Regions from separate parts of the Sus scrofa genome. Here region 2 is linked to region 1. The links are chromatin contacts, called in public HiChIP or PLAC-seq maps. All regions are on one chromosome and are shown on one strand. Each heading gives the region's core, a stretch centred on a gene start, on an enhancer-like site or on the middle of the called end of the contact. The rest is flanking DNA. Distances are from core to core; before and after follow the strand shown.

The links. HiChIP or PLAC-seq counts read pairs in DNA pulled down with a chosen protein or histone mark.
Region 2: a contact with region 1 is called in an H3K27ac HiChIP or PLAC-seq map of skeletal muscle, with 4 times the contacts expected there. The contact joins the enhancer-like site here to the promoter of SNX30 in region 1. A contact is called at or near these places in 2 of 5 promoter capture datasets (fetal liver and liver), 32 of 47 Hi-C or Micro-C datasets (adipose tissue, alveolar macrophages, blood and 16 more) and 2 of 2 datasets of contacts at active chromatin or transcription factors (alveolar macrophages and skeletal muscle).

What each region holds. Positions count from the first base shown.
Region 1 is chr1:253,427,096-253,429,795 of Sscrofa11.1, forward strand. SNX30 (sorting nexin-30) reads left to right here and starts at 1,366. Exons shown (of 9, transcript XM_003122081.6): 1 at 1,366-1,837. The coding sequence starts at 1,682.
Region 2 is chr1:253,499,605-253,502,304 of Sscrofa11.1, forward strand. The region is part of intron 3 of SNX30 (sorting nexin-30); the gene reads left to right. Among named protein-coding and RNA genes, the nearest start is that of SLC46A2, 70 kb to the right of the region's middle. Within about 2 kb of position 1,312, at least 9 of the 83 cell types and tissues checked have an H3K27ac peak or open chromatin away from gene starts, as enhancers often do. A contact at or near this core is called in adipose tissue and skeletal muscle, where this site is marked.

The DNA.
Region 1 (2,700 bases), core at 116-2,615:
ATATTCACACTATTTGTTTTCATCAGAAGATCAGATAACAGGATTTGTCACAATTGTAAGCAGCTCTTGAATATAAAAGTGTGAATTTTACTCAACTCCAAGAGGACCAGACATGGGCATTCCTGTGAGGTAGATGCCGCATTTAAATCTGTTTCCAGTGCCCCCTGGTCCTGTTCTCCACAACCAAGACAGACCCACATAGGGGAGAGAAAAGATGAGAACTCAAGCCTTGAGGCCAGATGACTTGCACTAGAGAAAACAAGGTAAGGTCTCTGAAGCTCCGTGAATCCCTGGGTGTTATTGTGTGTTAGCATAAACCCTCTGCATTCTCTTCCTGCTGAAGTATATAGAATGATGAGGTATTCTAGAAAAAAACAGCGCGGTGGAGACCACAGTCAATCCCAGCTTCAAGATTAGCCGGGTGAAAGTGGACGAACCCAGTGTTTGGCGACAGGGGCAAAGAAAAACGTGCTCCCTTCACAACGGGCCCCTCTACCCATTACTTTGTGAGTATCGACCTGTTCTTACAGCAGGTTGAGGACCTCTACAGACTTGGCCCTGAGCGCAGAAGCTGTGAAGCCAGGTAAGGTGGAAAAAGGAGGTAAACTTCAAAGAGCCAAGAGGCTTTGGCAATCTCCATTCTGCTGGCACATAAAAACCTCAGAATCCAGCCCAGCCAAAGGCCTGGAAAGGAAGCACAAAAGAATGAAAACTAACGGGAGCCTCGGTCAAGGTGTGAGTGTAAGGGTCATTGATCCTGGGTAGCACTCCCTGCCTTTATTTCTTGATGCTCACTCTTCTGAGGTTTAACCTTACATAAACCCGGGTGACCCGCAGATGCAAAACCACGGGGATCTTGCATCGGAAGAAACCCCACACGCCTCCTCGAATTCTCTTCCAGGTTCCTTGCCCGATGTTCTCGATCCCCTGGGAGCCTCATAATCTTTTTACGCCATTCTTATAATATGCGTCGTAATATCTTCCATTTTGGATTATTTTAGAGGCCAGAAGATCCCCACTCCCGTGCGTGTCCTAAAGCCCCCAGCTCCAAGCGCGGCTGCCTCTGGGTGCACCAGTGATCGCGGTGGAACGGAACAAGATCCTCCAACGTCTTTCTCCACCCCTGATTTCCGTTAAATATCCGCTCCGGGGGTCTGCGCGCAGCCTGCAAGGGCCGGCCTCCCGGAGGCGAGCCTGGACTCTCGGAGGACAGCGGCGGAGGGCTCCCGGCGCACTTCCTGCGGGACGGCGGCCGGGGGCGGAGCTGCCCGCCTCCCCCCTCCCCCGTGCCCCTCCCTCCGCCCTCCTCTCCCCGCCCCCGCCCCCTCCCAGAGCGGCCGGGCGCCGCGGGGGCGGGGCCGCGAGCGGGCTGGGCGGCGTGGCGGTGCGGGCTGGGCTGGCGCCGGGGCCAAGGTGCGAGCGGACCCGCCACGGGCTCGGGAGCAGAGTCGGGGCGCGCGGCGCGGAGCTGGGTAGCACAGTTCAGCCGACCCAGCGCGGGCAGACAGGAGCCCGCGGGTGGCGGCGGCGGCGGCGGCGGCGGCGGCTTCCAGACCGGTTGGTGCTGGGCCTCCGACCGAGCCGCGGCCGAGCGGGGCCTTGGCCCGGGCGCTGGGGGAGCCCGCGGCGGCGGGCAGCAGGAGGAAGCGGCGGCGGCGGCGAGTCCCGAGCGGTGCGCGCCATGTCGGGCAGGCCCCCCAAGGCCCTGCCGTCCACGGGGCCCCACTCCCTGCGCGACATGCCGCACCCGCTGGCCGGCTCCAGCAGCGAGGAGGCCGTGGGCGGCGACAGCACGCCCAGTCCGGACCTGCTGATGGCCCGCAGCTTCGGCGACAAGGTAGGGCACGTGGGACTGGGAATCGTTTCGCTCCCTAGGGAGACGAGATACCTGGAGCACCACTGGGCACGGGCCGCGCCCACCCTGGCGCTCCTTTCCGGGGGCAGGCGTGCCCTCGCCCCAGAGCCTTGGGAAAATTATCTCTCTGCCGCCCCCGCGGGGTCGCAGCCGCAGGGGGAGCGGACAGAAGGGACGGAATTGCCCGGCTGTGACTGGTCGGGAGCGCCAGTGACAGCTGGTGGGGAGGGGTCCCGCCTGGCGGTTGTGGCCGGAGGCGTGGGTGCAGTACTAGGTCCTAGGTCCTGGGATGGGGTCTCGGATCCTCCGGACACATCCCTGAAAGCTGAGCTACCGTGTCACTTGTAGCTCCTCCAGTTTGCTGGGATTGCCAAGAAGCAAGAGTTAATGGTTTTCCGTGGTCTCACTGCCAGAGGCGTCTTACCCTCGTTCTGTCTTGTGGGGAGTGAGATCTTTGTTTAGGTTTGCTGTGTGCCCTGAGGAGTCACCTGACTCAGACCCCAGCTGGCTGCGGGAGGAGCGAGGAGCGTATCCCTGTGGTTTCCTATTTGGAGCTCCATCCACCTCTGCCGATCTCCCACACTGTTTAGGGTTTGGCAGAGGCTGGTTTTGTGTTTGATGGAAAGAAAGGTCGCCCTTTGACCTTCTTTGTGTAGAGAGAGGCTCTTGGTTTTCCTTAGAGCAGCATGACCCTCCCGCTGCCTTGAGAGACAGCAGAGTCCGGTGAGGGGTAAGGGGCGGCGTCCCCCCTCCCCCCGCAGAGTTGCTAGTTCAGCTGTGACCAGGACTTGAGCTGTGATTGTATCAGCGCCACTGTTGCCACTTAGTCACTAATTGCAGGAATT
Region 2 (2,700 bases), core at 62-2,561, 72 kb after region 1:
TCAGATCTTTTGCTGTTTAAGAATTGGCAAAATTGGCAGAATAATAAAAATTGTTTTGGTTATTGTTATAGTGGTTCTTCATATAATCGAGATACTAGTCCCTTCTCAGATACGTGATTTGCAAAAATTTCATCCCATTTAGTAGTCGCTTTATTTTCTTAATGGTATCCTGTGAAGTATAAAAGTTTTTAAATTTTGATGAAGTCCAATGTATCTTTTTATTTGCTTGTGCTTTTGGTGTTTTTAGCTAAGAAACCATCGCCTAATTGTAGATCACATAGGTTTATACCTATGCTGTCTTGTAAAATTTTTATAATTTTACCTCTTACATTTAGGTCTTTAATCCATTGAACTCATTTTTGAAATTGTTTTCATGTCTTTTAATCAGTGAGGCTGAATTATCTTCCTATGAATTAAACATTGGTATTTCTTTTATGAGTTGCCTCTTAATTTTTCTTATTGGTTTGTACACACTCCATATCTGCAAAGGAAGTTAACCCAGTTGAGAGTGTTTTCTCTCATGTTGTGGTTGATCTTCGTCTTGACTCCGTGAAAGATAACATCCCTTCCTTCCCGGCAAGTTTATTTTTCCCTTATAGTTTCTGGCTTTGAACCTCGTTTCTAACCTAGGATGTTAAAATTTTTTTTTCTGTATTTTCTTTTGTTACTTTAATGTCCTCATCTTTTATGCTTAAATCTAGGATTTATTCTGGCGTGAGATGGTAGGATCTGATTCTTTACAGAAGTGGTTCTGGGACAGCTCACCTTTATCCTAGTTTGTGTGTTAGGCTAGGTCGTGCATTAGATTTGTGCATTCTTGGGCTATTCTTTTTGGTTTGTTGATCTCTTTAGTATTATGTCCCTGTTACACTTTTGAATAAGCTTATAGATTATTTCCTGGTTGGGTAGATTCCCATCTCTGCACACACCTCCCAATATTTTTTGTATTCAGAGTTTTTTTCGGTGTATTGGCATGTTTTATTTTTTTAAGATGAACTTTAGAATCCTTTGAATCAGTTGGAAAATTAGGGGTTGGTGGTGGGTTCTTGCTCTTGGGGTTTCTTTGTGCCAGTTTTAAGTCAGCTGTGGTTAAAAATATGTGAGAATTCCGGAACTTTCAGAGTCTGCTGCTTCTGTTGGGAGCATGGAGATAAATTTCCCACTTTATTTGGGCTTCATTGGAGCCATGTGAAATTGTAGGTGAACGCCAGCCAGACTGTAGTTCTGGGGAGGCCCCTGCATTCTTTCCTTTGCTTCTCTCCCACTGGTGTCCTGAGACCTGCCCTGTTTCCAGCTCTTGTGGCTCTGAACTTGGCAGCTTCTGGGACTCCACCAGGGAAACCCAACCCCTTACTTCCTAAGCCGATTGTGGCTTTGCCTGAGTAGGATCACATGGTGTTGCAATAGATTTCTCTCTTTTTATGCAGCTTTTTTTTTTTTTTTTCCTCCTGGAACTTTAAAATCAGAAAGAAATAATCAGGTGTTCTTCACATGCCATCCTAAAACTCTTGAATTGTGCTGGATGCATATGTTTGTCATCTCATAATGGCAATTCACTTTGTTTTTCTGGATTATGTAACAGTTGGAGCCACCAGAGAGTCTTCACTGTGACATGGTTTTTAGTTTATTTTTTTTAATTATTTTTTTAAAACTTTCTGTTTTTAGTTTATTATTTTTTTTCTCAGAAGTTGGTTTTAACACTGCTTCATTTACTGGTGCACAACTAATTACACAGCTGATAGCTTTCATGACTCGATGGGCACAGATAGATTGTGGAGACGAAGTAAATACATTTATTAAGCTCTTTAGATTTTAATTTCACTTGGAAATTTAATGTTGGCTTCAGTTTTCATGAAGGGAGCTTTGCTGGAGGGGTGCATTTGTATTTACTGTGGACCCAGTTTTGTTCTGGGCAGTGGTAAACTCATAGGAATTAATAGGAAGAAGTTTGTAATGCAACAGTTGTTTTTCTTAACATGAGATAATCCGTAAAATGTCTAACTTTACTTTCTAGTGGGCTCTTTTTATTTTTGTCCTGTTAAGTATACATGCTTTTAGCTTACTCAGGAGGTAGGTTAATAAGCAGTGAATCATTGGTTGAACTTTCAAGTGCCTTGAATTTAATCAGGCTTGGTGATTGTTCTTAATTAGGACAAAGTGTTTTTTAAAATTTTATTATAAAATATAATTTATAGGTGTACAATGTAGAGGTTCACAATTTTTAAAGGCTATATTCCATTTATAGTTATTATAGAATACTGACTATATTCCTTTTATTGTACAGTATATCCTTTTAGCTTATTTTATACATAATAGTTTGTATCTCTTAATCCCCTCCCCCTATTTTGTCCCTCCCCCCTTTCCTCCCCCACTGGTAGCTGCTTGTTTGTTCTTTGTATCTATGAGTCTGTTTCTTTTTCTTGTTGTTGTTATATTGCTAGTTTGTTGTATTTTTTAGATTCTGCATCTAAGAGATATCATACGGTATTTTTCTCTGTCTTTCACTTATTTTGCTTAGCATAATACCCTCCAAGTGCATTCATGTTGTTGCAAATGGCAAATTTTTCTTTTACTCCTGATGTTCTTTTATTTTTGGTTGGGAGCAATATTTTCTGTTGGTTTGCTATGAATAGGAAAAGTAGTTTCTGGTCGTGCAGTGGATGTGCTCTAAATATTTGTTGAATTGGCTAGAAGAGGCAG